Linked DNA regions of Rattus norvegicus: region 2 is linked to region 1. A link is a contact called in public Hi-C data. All regions are on one chromosome and are shown on one strand. The core of a region is the stretch at or near the end of the contact, and the rest is flanking DNA. Distances in the headings are between cores, read along the strand shown. Region 1 holds the start of Cask (calcium/calmodulin dependent serine protein kinase). Region 2 overlaps Cask (calcium/calmodulin dependent serine protein kinase).

What was found. Hi-C and Micro-C count contacts between places; a contact is called where the count stands out from the background.
Region 2: a Hi-C map of liver shows a contact between it and region 1, with 3 times the contacts expected there. The contact joins the enhancer-like site here to the promoter of Cask in region 1. A contact is called at or near these places in 3 of 12 Hi-C or Micro-C datasets (frontal cortex, kidney and liver).

What each region holds. Positions count from the first base shown.
Region 1 is chrX:11,571,042-11,577,018 of GRCr8, reverse strand. It overlaps Cask (calcium/calmodulin dependent serine protein kinase), which reads right to left and starts at 4,383. Exons shown (of 26, transcript NM_022184.1): 1 at 3,968-4,383. The coding sequence starts at 4,026.
Region 2 is chrX:11,666,889-11,672,868 of GRCr8, reverse strand. All of the region lies in intron 2 of Cask (calcium/calmodulin dependent serine protein kinase), which reads right to left. Among named protein-coding and RNA genes, the nearest start is that of Gpr82, 88 kb to the left of the region's middle. Within about 2 kb of position 4,363, at least 2 of the 93 cell types and tissues checked have an H3K27ac peak or open chromatin away from gene starts, as enhancers often do.

The DNA.
Region 1 (5,977 bases), core at 3,134-5,633:
AGACCATAAACAAGTAACTGTGATTAAATATGTTAAGTGTTCTCAAGGTATAAGCAAATACAGTACACCTGGCAAACTTGCATGTTGTCCATGAGCAAGGATCATGCTTCATCATTCCAATGTATGTCTTAGCAGAACAGGGCTGTCAGAAGTTCCAGGTTACTGAACACTCTAAAACCCAGGGCAAATATTCATGAATGCACATTAAAAACTGTACATTGTGTAATCCTCTTCCAAACATACTGCTTATACCTGAAAGATCGTGCATGGGTTTTATGTTTTAATTTAAATGAACTCTTTTAAAACTTATTTCATATACTATTACTAGCTTTACATTCACCTACAAAACTATAAATCTGCAGAAGGAACAGTAAGTAGTTATGACAAAATTAGTTATTAACTTGTATTTGCATAATACCCTTTCTTTCCAGCAACTGCTACATTTGTTAAGATAAGAAGTTTGGGGACTAGATGGGTGTGGTGGTGCTCTGTAATGAATCTCAGCATGTGGGAGGCAGAAGCAGAGGCAGGTGTATATCTCCGAGTTTGAGGCCAGTCTGATCATATAGTGAAACTGTGTCAAAAACAAAAACAAACAGAAAAAAGAAGTTTGGGACTATATTTGTATTTGCTTCGATATCTTGAAAGATATCATATGAAAATGTTATGGAAACAAAAGTCATTTAAACGTTTCTACAACTTTCAAAAAATAAAAAAAACACAGAGGGTGTCTTACTTTTTCAAAAAGAAACGGCACCTTGCCAATCTTTATAATTAAGATACATGATTCTTTCAAAGATAGCTTTAATAAGAGTAAAGTTTGTAACAACTACAAAGAAAATGTACTGCAAATAGCAATCTCTCATGCTCTTAGCCAAGAAAAAGACACCAAAGGGGGTCTAAATTACATTGGAAATTTAAGCCAGGTGCGACTGCATGCACCTTTAATCCCGGCATTTCAAAAGCAGGGACAGGCAGATCTCTGAGTTCAAGAGCAGCCTGATTTACAGAACAAGCTCCACTCCAACCAGCTAGGGCTGCATTCCTGAGACCCTCCCTCCCTCCCCCACTCCCTCCCTCCCTCCCCCACTCCCTCCCTCCCTCCCTCCCAGTTGAAATTTCCTTACACCACCAAGTAAAGCCTAGCTCATAGAAGATGAGTGAGTAGGTGGGTGGGTCGAGGAGTGAGTGGGTGGCCAATATGTCTTAAAAACTGAAACCTATTTTAAAGAAGCTTAGTGAAAATTTAAAACTCTTAAGACATTGTGGTGTAAGCACAATTTGTGATACTAATCTGACACAAAAGAAAATCAAAATACTGTGGAGTCTGGATAGAAATCAACAAGAAGATTTTCAGATTGAACAATGATCTGCAAAGCCTATCTGTTTAAGCTCATAATTGAACAAATTCTAAGTTTAAATGTATGCTGTCAAGGTCTCTGAAGAAAAAAGAAACCTCAAACGAATTTCAATTTCAGGATCGATATATACTGACACAATTTACCGGAGAAACCTTCAACCTTTGCCCTGGGTGAAGAACACCATCATTACATTCTTTAAGACTGAGTCTATCTTGGATTCATTATTTCAAGGAATGGCATTTTATAAATGACACCAAGTCAGATTTTGTAGGATAGGAATAAAATCTCACAGTTCACAGTTGTGCAGGCAGCCACTGACTAGGTAGCCTATCAAAATTAGCTTGCTCTTCCTCCTTCTGCAGCTGCAGAACAGAATGGATAAACTTAATTCTTCCAGGGGTGTCTTCTGAAAATATTTTCTCAATTTTAAGTCAGCACAATACAGACTACTAACATGAAGCTGACCACTTTTGAAATCTACACTGTCATCCTTTCAGACCTGAAGGAATCAGAACCAATCACCAAAATTGATTCAATGACTGCTATTTCCATCACCATAATTTAATATGCAAACATCTTAATCCCAGTTTCCAATGACTGACTTCAGGCTCACAACAGCTATAACTAAGATACAACAAGTATCACTCACTCTCACAGTCATTTTGGTGGTTTTTGAGAAACATCTAATTTGCCTTCTTTGTGTCCCCATAACAATGAAGAAATGAAGGAGATTTTTGAAAATTTTCTCTCCAAAAATGTAGCAGTCCACTGTGGCTATTAACCACTTGAAATGTGGCTAATCAAACTGAGGCAATATATTTTGCATTCTGCTTAATTGATTAAAATTTAGAAATAGTAAATTCAGTTACTGGAAAACTTTTATGTATGTTTGGAACAACTTGAATATGTGAACCTACTTTTTTGCATATGCAAATTTTATGAGACCTAAATACAGATCAAGTACTTCTGGTAAAAATTTAGCTTGGCGTCAAAATTGAGATGTTCGGTTAGTATAAAACACACACTGCATTTCAATGGCTTAGTAGGAAAAGATGTACAGTATGGCAAAAATGTTCAAGCTGAGATCACTATATATATATATATATATATATATATATATGCATATATATCACATAAATATTTTACTAAAATTCCACCTTTTTGTTCGACATCTTTCTAAAGTGGCTACTAGAAAATGATAAATTACACGTGGCTCTCATTAAATAGCTTTGAACAGCGCTGCTCTGGGCACATCCACAAAGACTGGAGGAGACACATTTGGACATCCTCCTCCTAACAGATAGGCTGGTCACTGAACAATGGGGCAAGGAGCATTTGAGTCTAAGAAAAGAGTGTAGCAAGCTCTACCCACAATTTCTCCATGTGTAATGCCTCAATATGGAGGAAAAAAATGAGTTACCCGTACTCAAAAAATTGAAACTGAGTATACTGCAGACAACTTAAAGAGGTAAATGCAACCGCTCTGTCTTGCTTTCATTTCCCAAGTGTGGACCTTAAAATAGACAATAAAGCACCGCTTCCAAAATGAAGTAAAATATTCTAATACTAGCTATCTAATGAGCCCCAGTAAATAAGCAAAAATCGCTCTTAAATCTTATCTCAACTTCCAAAGCCAGAGAATACACGCTGAGCTAGGAAATCAACTTCAGATTGCCAGCATTTCCCTCACAAGCAAATTAGCAGGATTGTGCACTTGGAATATTGTTTGACAAGAATGAAAAGGAAACAATTCAAAACAGATTTCAGGACTGGACAATTAGATGAGGAACTGCAGATTTAATTCTCAATCAGCACTGTGATTAATCTGATTCCCTGCTTTTCCCTAGAGTAATTATACAACACAGACGAAAGGATGAGCATTTGGACTGTCAGTTCTATATTCTAGACCAGCCCGGTGACTCAAAGCAGACGGCTGTACCACGCTAACCACCATCCCAACAACAGTGGAAGGGAGCCTCGAGCACTGATTGTACAGTCATTGCATAACGAGACATTAAAATTTTGGGTGCCCCTAACTCTTTCTATGTTCGTCTATGGCAGATGAAGAATTTGCTGAAACTGGACGCATCCGTCTTCAATGACCCTCTTAAATACGGGCATGGGGTGAACACAAAGGCATCTGTCTAATATCCTGGCACAATAGACACACACCCCACAATTAAAAACCCCGGACGCGCTCTCTCGCCCTCTCCACACAAGCACACGAAATGCAGACTGCTCTTTTTGGAAAAGGTCTATGGTACAGGAAAGGTAACAATAACCCCAACTGTTCCCAGGAAGCAACTATAAAATCGGTCCTGCCACGTCCCTGTCTAACCGTCAGATAAAATGCAGGCAGCCCGCCCCACGCCTTATGGGGTGGCCGACCGGGACTCGGTGGCCTCCACGGATCGCTGAGAAGCCCCCAGACTCCCTCCTGGCAGGAGATCCAGGTACACGTCTATAAATACTCCAGGGTGAAGAGGACAAGGGAGACAGAGGGGAGGGAGAGAGGGCAGGGGGCAGGCCCGGAGCGGGTGCGGGAGGCCCCGGGCATCGCTGAAAAGCATTTTTCCACACTCCCGCTCCCTCGCGTGGAGACTCACTTGCCGATCACCTCGCACAGCTCGTACACATCCTCGAACAGCACGTCGTCGTCGGCCATGGTCCGGAGGGGACAGCGGCCGCAGCGTGGAGGGTTCTGAAAACTGGGTTGGGGGCGCCCAAGAGCTCAGTGCCCGGCTCCGGGCTCGTGTCCTCCCCTCAGGACCCGCAAGCCCTCGGTGCTGAGGAAGCTCGACCGGGGCCGCGAGGCCCGGAGACTGCAGCGCCTTTCCTCTGCCGGCTGCCGCCCCGGCGCGGGCGGCGGGGCCGGGGCGTGGGAGCGAGGGCGGCCCGGGCCCGGCGCCGCCCGCCCGCCCGCTGCTCCTCGCGCGGTTGCTGGCGGCCGCGCTGCCGGGGCGTGCGGACCCTCGGGGACCGCGAAGCACCGCACTCTCCGCTCGTCAGCCCGCGCGGGCCGCGAGGCCGCGACCGCTCCCTCTGCCCGAAACCGGCTCCGGCGCGGCGCGGGGCAGCTCGGGCTACAGGGGGGGCCGCGACAGCACCATGGAGGGAGGATCGTCGCGAAGGGAGGTGGTGGCGGCTGATCCGCGCTGGGGACCAGGAGGCGGCGGCAGAGACGCTCCCTCCTCCTTCTCTCCTCCTCCCTCCGCCGCCGCCCGCCCGAGTGTGGGAGGGGGCTTCGCGGGATGAGAGTTCAGTGCGGGCGGGAGCCGCGACCGCTGCCTTCAGCTCCTCCCCTCAGCCTCAGCAGCCGCCTGGCTCCTGAGCGCTGTACACCCGCCTCCCGCGGACAAACCCTCCTCCCTTTCGGCCCGCAAGGCAGCGAGACCTGCAGGCCCCGCCCCTCCAGCCCGTTGGGAGGCGGGGACCGCGGAAGGAGGCGGAGGAAGGGAGGGAAAAAAGAGGCGCTCCCAGTGGCGCCTGCGCGCAGCGCCCTCAACGTCACGGAGAACCGGCGGGCGCGGGGAATCTAGAGGGCGCTGGGGGTCGGCAAGCGGAGCTTCCCGGGTTGCGGGTTGCAGCTGCTGAGGTGGGGCTGGTGCAGGTCGTCGCCCCTACTCCCAAGCCGCAACCAAGGGGAGAAGCGACAAAAGGTCCACAGCACTGTGCACGTTCTTGGACGGCGTGCTCAGCACTCTGGCAGCTTTCCCTCTTCTTTCGTAACCCCAGGAAGCCGTTCCCAGGTTTTTGCTGGGGAGAAAAAAAAAAACCCCAACAACTCAGGGAAAGGGTTCTAATGAATGGAAAAGCCAGAGAGGAGGTGGAGAGAGGTTGTCACTCAAGACCGTGTTTGGCGGCGGAGGATGCTTTTAGTGCCACCCTGCCATTCCTTAATGAAGATGAGGGCTGGGGGAGGGGGAAAATTGTCCAAGGAAAGAACCGAACAAAAACTGCAGAGGAAGGTGTACCACAAAAACTAGCGAAACAGCTTCTCCTACTGCCCGCTCCAAACTCACCAAATATCTATGCAGTGTCTATTGCTGCTAGACAAAACCTAGAGACGGACCAGAAAAATAGTGACATAAAGCGACTTTAAATCCATTGAACATTGTTCCCCAGCCCCAGCATCGACTTTGTTTACTCCCTATAAGTGTTGGAGTTCTTCGCATAAAAATGCAACTAGAGGAAAGGGACACACAGGGTCAGCCGCGGAGTAAGGCTGTGGGTGTTGCCGCTGTGCTAGGTTGTATGCAATATGAAGATTCTGTTCAACTGAGCATGTGCAGAATGAGCCAACGCCACCAGACAGGTATATGCCTCAGTTGAAGACCAATAAAAAAGGAAGTCTTTGTTCCTCCGCACAGCAGAAGTGTCCAATTAGTTCATAAGTCAGCTCTCCAGAAATCATCTGTTAAAATTCTCAGCGCGGTATTTTTTAAACTAGTATTTACCAAAGTGCAGGGGGCAGGGTGAAGATTCAGCCTATTTCCCTTTCAAATACAAAACAAAAAACAAAAAACAAACAAACAAACAAAAACGATCTGCACAAACCCTTGGTCCGTCCCTCGAGAGGTTGGGTGATTTGCTTGTTAAATATTTGGGAGCTTAAC
Region 2 (5,980 bases), core at 3,114-5,613, 96 kb before region 1:
GTTTCCTGTTGCCAATTTTTTACAGCCCTCATATTCTGTTATGTGATGTCATATGGGATTGCTACCCACAGCTTAAATCAGGATCTAGTGGAACACCCCTGTTACACACGTCTCCTCTCTTCCCACTCTAGAAAATCTCTGGATTATCTCCAGAACAAATTTTCCTTTCAAAAAGTATCCTGTATTTATTCCTCTCTGTGTACTCCTTCCTCAGCCTACTGCAATCTGGCTTCTGGCTTTACCACAGGACTGAAACAATCTGGCCAAGGTTCCCACTGATTTCCATGCTGACAAAGCCCACTGCCATCACAGTCACATCACATCAATTGGTCTCTAAACCATTTCCGACAGCAGAGAAATGATTTTTATCTCTCAGCTTTGATGACAGCATTCTCCGAGGATAATCAAGTCTCTTTGGGTAACTCTGGCTCTGCCCAACCCTTTATAAATGGAAGTGTTCCTCAAGATCCTGTTTCCATTGTTTCTTTATTTCATCTTTTGCTCAGACCTTTGTCCTAACTTTTTTTTAGTTTCTCTGTGTATTGTTATTTTTTCCTTTTAAAAATTTTCTAATTTATTTCTACACTCCAGATTTCATTCCCCTCCTGCAGTCCACCCTTCGACTGTTCCACACCCCATTACCCTCCCCCACCCATTTCCACAAGGATGAAGGATGTCCCCACCTCACCCACCCCTTCAGACCTCTAAACTCCCTGGGGGTTCCAGTCCTTTGAGGGTTAGGTGAGTCTTCTCTGACTGAGTCCAGACCTAGGAGTCCTCTGCTGTATATGTGTTGGGGCCCTCATCTCAGCTGCTGTATGCTGCCTGGTTGGTGATAATAGTGTCTGAGAGATCTCAGGGTTCCAGGTTAATTGAGACTGCTGGCCCTCCTAAGGGTCGCCCTTCTCCTCAGCTTCCTCCAGCTTTTCCCTAATTGAACCAGAGGGGTCAGCAGCTTCTGTTCATTGGTTGGGTGGACATATCTGCATCTGACTCTTTCAGCTGCTTGCTTGGTCTTTTGGCAGGCAGTCATGATAGGTCCTTTTTTGTGAGTACCCCATAGCCTTAGTAATGGTGTCAGGTCGTGGGGCCTTCCCTTGAGCTGGATCCCACTTTGGGCTTATTTCTGGACCTTCTTTTCCTTAGGCCCTTCTCCATTTCCATCCTTGCATTTCTTTCAGACAGGAAGAATTATGGGTCAGAGTTTTGATTGTGGGATAGCAACGTCACTTGATGCCCTGTCTTTCTGCTGGAGGTGGGCTCAATAAGTTCCGTCTCCCCACTGTAGGGCATTTCATATGAGAGTCCTGAGAGTCTCTCACTTTCCAGGTCTCTGGTACATTCTAGAGGGTCCCCCCAACCTCCTTCTTCCCGAGGTCACCTGTTTCCATTCTTTCTGCTGCCCCTCATGGCTTATCAAAATAAAAAAAATTATATTTTAGAAGTTCACCAGGAGCAAAATGTTCAAAACTCACTTATTTCATCCTTTGACCATGTGTGCTGAAAAAAATGTTATCGAAATCCAACTTATCATATGAACCAAACATATGAGCATTTCTCAGAATTTTCTCTTTAAAGGTACTACATCCCACTGCATGAGACCTCCTATTCAACCCCTTTCCTTCATCCAAAGTCACCTATTTCTCATGAGGACATTGCACCTTCTTAGCCGGTTCTCTCTTTAAATAGCTGTCTGTGTAACAGTGTCCAATTGTCTTAAATACATACTCAACTGTGGCACTCCCTGCTTGAAATCTACCAATGTTTCTTCAGTGCCTGAAAAATAAAGTCCAAACTTCTTAGCATCGAAGAGAGAACAGTCATAACCTAGCTACTTTCTCTCTAATAGCATGAACTACCTGCACACTAAGTCTACGAATTCACCAGTCTCCACCTCTATTCACCCTTGCCCCTCCTTCAGTGACCTGCCCCCATGTCCATTTACTAATTCAGTGACTCTTTTAGAAGAAGTTCACACTTCCCCTTCCATGCAAGTGCCTATTTAAGTGTAATAGTTTCCTGCTGCATGGACAGTAAGTCACTTCAAACTCTATGGCTTTCAGCAACATAACATAATGATTTTAGAGTTTTAGAGGTAAAGCCTCCCCAGTGAGTGCTAGTGAACTAAAATCAAGGTGTTGGCAGAGTTGGTTTCTTTCAGAGGTTCTAAGGAGGAGACCCTTTAAACTTGTACCAGACTTCCAATGTTCCCGAGATCCCAGCTGAATCATCCCATGTCTAATCTGGCACACTACCTTCTCCCGTAAGTAAAATCTTACTCATCCTGTCTTTTTATCAAGCTGTTGTCATTAGTTTGTGCTCACACAAATAATCCAGGATAATCTCCCATCTCAAGATCTTTAACTACATTTACAGTTTCATTTTGCCATATAAGGGTAACATAATCTTGAACTGTAGGATTTGGATATGAACATCTTTTAGGGGTTAGTGACTATCACTACCCTCCACACACTATAATAATTGTGTAAAATTTAGATTCTAAATGAATCTCCCTTTGCTGCCTGTGCCTTCCTTCAGGGTAGGCTGAATTTATCTGACATAGGAACAAGATAACAAAGATCTACTAAATCAACCTAGCAAAGCATTCCTGTGGGGAAGTGACATAAAACATGAATGTCCTGGAAATGCAAACATCAGATAATTTAATATCAGTGTTTTAATTCAATCTCAAAGCAATGGAGTTACAGAGAAATACACTATTAATGATATGTTCTGAAGACTGGGGGAAATGAAAGTAGTAATTAAGAGAGAAAAAACTGTAGGTAATTGGCAGACTGAATTAGAGGTGGGTTGAGACTGGAGAACAACCTACAGGAAGAGTTTGCAATGGCCCAGCAATGGGTAAGCTTGGCTGTTGGTAAGTAGGAATGGAGAAAGGCCAGAAAGGAATGCGCCTCTTGTATTACACAGAAAACAAACCGCTCTCCAGGACAGTATTATTAGTTTACCACTCTGCAATGTGTTGGTGGGCATCTATGTGATACACTATTAGAGGATCATACCCAATTCTTCATATTCTTCTTTAAAGTCCTTTGAGTTTTCAGAGAGAAACTCTGGCTTATATTTTAATATACAGTCCAATAACATTTTTACCAAAACTCACTTTGTCATTCCTATTATAGAAACTCTCTATATAATATTTGTGAATCCCTACTAGAACAAGTCTAAGTGCACAATATGGACTAACACAATATTCTGAATCAAATCACAGGTTTGTTTTACTTATATACATGATGTTTTAGGTAAAATTTTACTTCAAAAACTGAATTTTCCCAAATTGATAACCATCAATACTAAAAATTCTACTGTGGATATGCTATGATATTTAGTCATTAATCATTTAAAGGAAACAAGGAAAAGAAAGCAAAATAAAATGGAAAACATTGCCAAGTATTACAGATGGGGTAGCTAGATACAATATGGCATCAAGCTATCCCATCTGTGTGGGGACAGGTCATGGAACTAGAGAGGATACCCTCACAGGGGAAAAATCCTAAGGGGCAGGTAAAACCAGAGAGAGGAAGGTATTGGGACAAATGTTAAGAAGAAAAGATATCTACTGGGAGAGGGGACTATCGAGAGGGAGGCAAGGGGATAGAGTAGGGTAGCAAAGAGGGAATGCATAACAAAATATACAAGAACGCATTATAACAAAACCTAGCAATTTGTATGCTGTTTTAGAAGGTAACAATAAAAAACCCCACTATATTCAATGAAGCATGGTGGCATATGCCTGTAACCCCAACACTCAGGAGGGCAAGGAAATGAGTTTAAGGCCAGCTTGAGCTTCAGAATGAGATTCTGTCTCAAAAAAATCACAGTACGACAAAAACTCCACTGTATCCCGAAAAGCTTCATGCCCTACACTACTTATGAATTCAGTCTCTGCACTTCCACCCATTATGATTTACTGCTTTGCACTACTGAAGCTGAACTCAATGTTTTTCCAGCTGACCCAACATTAAGGTTTGCCAACAGAGGGCATTGGAGGGACACTAAAGCAGAAGCATTTTGCTCTCTGGTTCCAGTGTTTTTCTCTTAAGGCTCCCTGGTGTGTGCAGTTTATTTTCAGTGCTCAGCATGTGGCACCTGTCCATGAGCAACTTCTCTCAGAACCCTCTTGAGGTGGCTTTGCAGCAGTGTACTGCCAGTAGAGTGTCCTGTCTGTGACCAACTTCCTCAGGGACATCTTTAGTCAGTTTTCTCACATTCAGAGGTGAAGCCTATCCCTAAGGATGGCTTCCCTTAAACTCTAGAAGGCAGACTCCTGTTGTGTCCTACCAGCACGATGTCTCAGTAAACCTATGGTCCTTAGCTACCACATGTTCTCTTCCAGTAAAGCTTCAATTTCAGTGGTACTGGGAGACTGACCAAACCCCTGCCTGGTCCTTCCATTTCAGCCCTTAGAGTGGAAGTCCTTATGTTTGCTAGTCCTATATTTCTTTGTCAGAGTTCTAGAATTCTTACTGGCCCCTAATATAAGGAACAATTATTCACAGTAAACTTTGCCTGTTCAAATACTTGCTGTTCAGCCTCTATCTCTGGAAGGGGTTACGCACCTCAGAAGCAACCAATTAAAATAATAACAGTATTCAGCAAACCCTTTGAATTCTTGAAACTATAGATATTAAAGTGGTTAAAAACAGAAAGAGAATAGCCTTAGAATTTTTCCCTATTTCAGGATCAAACATTTAAAAATACATTATGAAAGCAACAATTGCAAGTACACTTTCTTCCATGACTTTTTTTTTCAGCTAAATTGCATACATCTGTCTATTGGGATCGCACCAAACTAGCTTTGTACTCAAATCTAACCATTTTCTTGCAGAAGAATATCATGTCTTCCAGCCTATTCTACCACTGAAGATGTGTCCTTACAGATTTTTTTGGCAAACCTAAACCATTTGCCAAAACTGAGAAGTGTTTTACAGTTCAAAAAAGGCAATCATCATCTGTCTCCTTATAATATTCTTTAAAACCATGCTAAAAGGCATATAAAAACAATCTGCCTAAGATAAATTATCTTTTGATTACAAAAACTATTAAAAATTCTGTTTTTAATGAACAGTTCTAGACTGGATTTTAGTGTCTAATTGCAGAGCACAATATATTCTTATTTTAGTCTCTGATTTGGAGACAAATTATTCACTGTTGTCATATTTCTCTTCTTCAATTGAGAACATCTGCTGCTTCCTGCTTTGGGATGGAGTAAAGACCAATGCCAACCAAGACCTCACTCAAACACTGAACTAACAGTCTGGGTTTAAAATGTATTTGGTAGGGGCTGGAGAGATGGCTCAGCAGTTAAGAGCACTAGCAGCTCTCTGACCTAGTTTCAATTCCCAGTACCCACATGGCAGCTCAGAACTATCGATAGTTAAGGTTCCAGGGGGATCTGACACCTCACACAAACATTCACGAAGGCAAAACACCGATGTACATAAATATATGTAAAAATATTTTAATGTACTTGGTATGGCAGAGTAAAGATAGCCAGAGATTTCTATCTTTCATATGCAGAGATGGGATCTGTACATTTTCTTCTTCAATACCAAAAAGTTGTGACTTTTCAGATCAATAAAGAACAGCAGAAAAGAAACTACCTGTGATCATTTTTCTTACTATCTAGGTAGCCCTGTCATCACACCACTTGGACTTTTAGTTTTAAAACGTCATTTATGTGTATGGGTTGTCTAATAATTGCAAATTTTCACTTAAAATGTCTATATTAAAATATATTTTTTCTAAAAAATAGTACTATTACTAAATAATATTTTGCTAAATAATAATTTATATTATTATTACTTAATCATTATGCTTGGTGAAAGTGCCTTTACCTGTTGAGCTATCTCACTGGCCCCATGTCAGAAATACTTTTATATAAACTCACTTAGTTTTCATTTAGTAGAAATCTTTTACTCATCTTATGCTCATAGGCACCGATTTTACTTAATTGAAA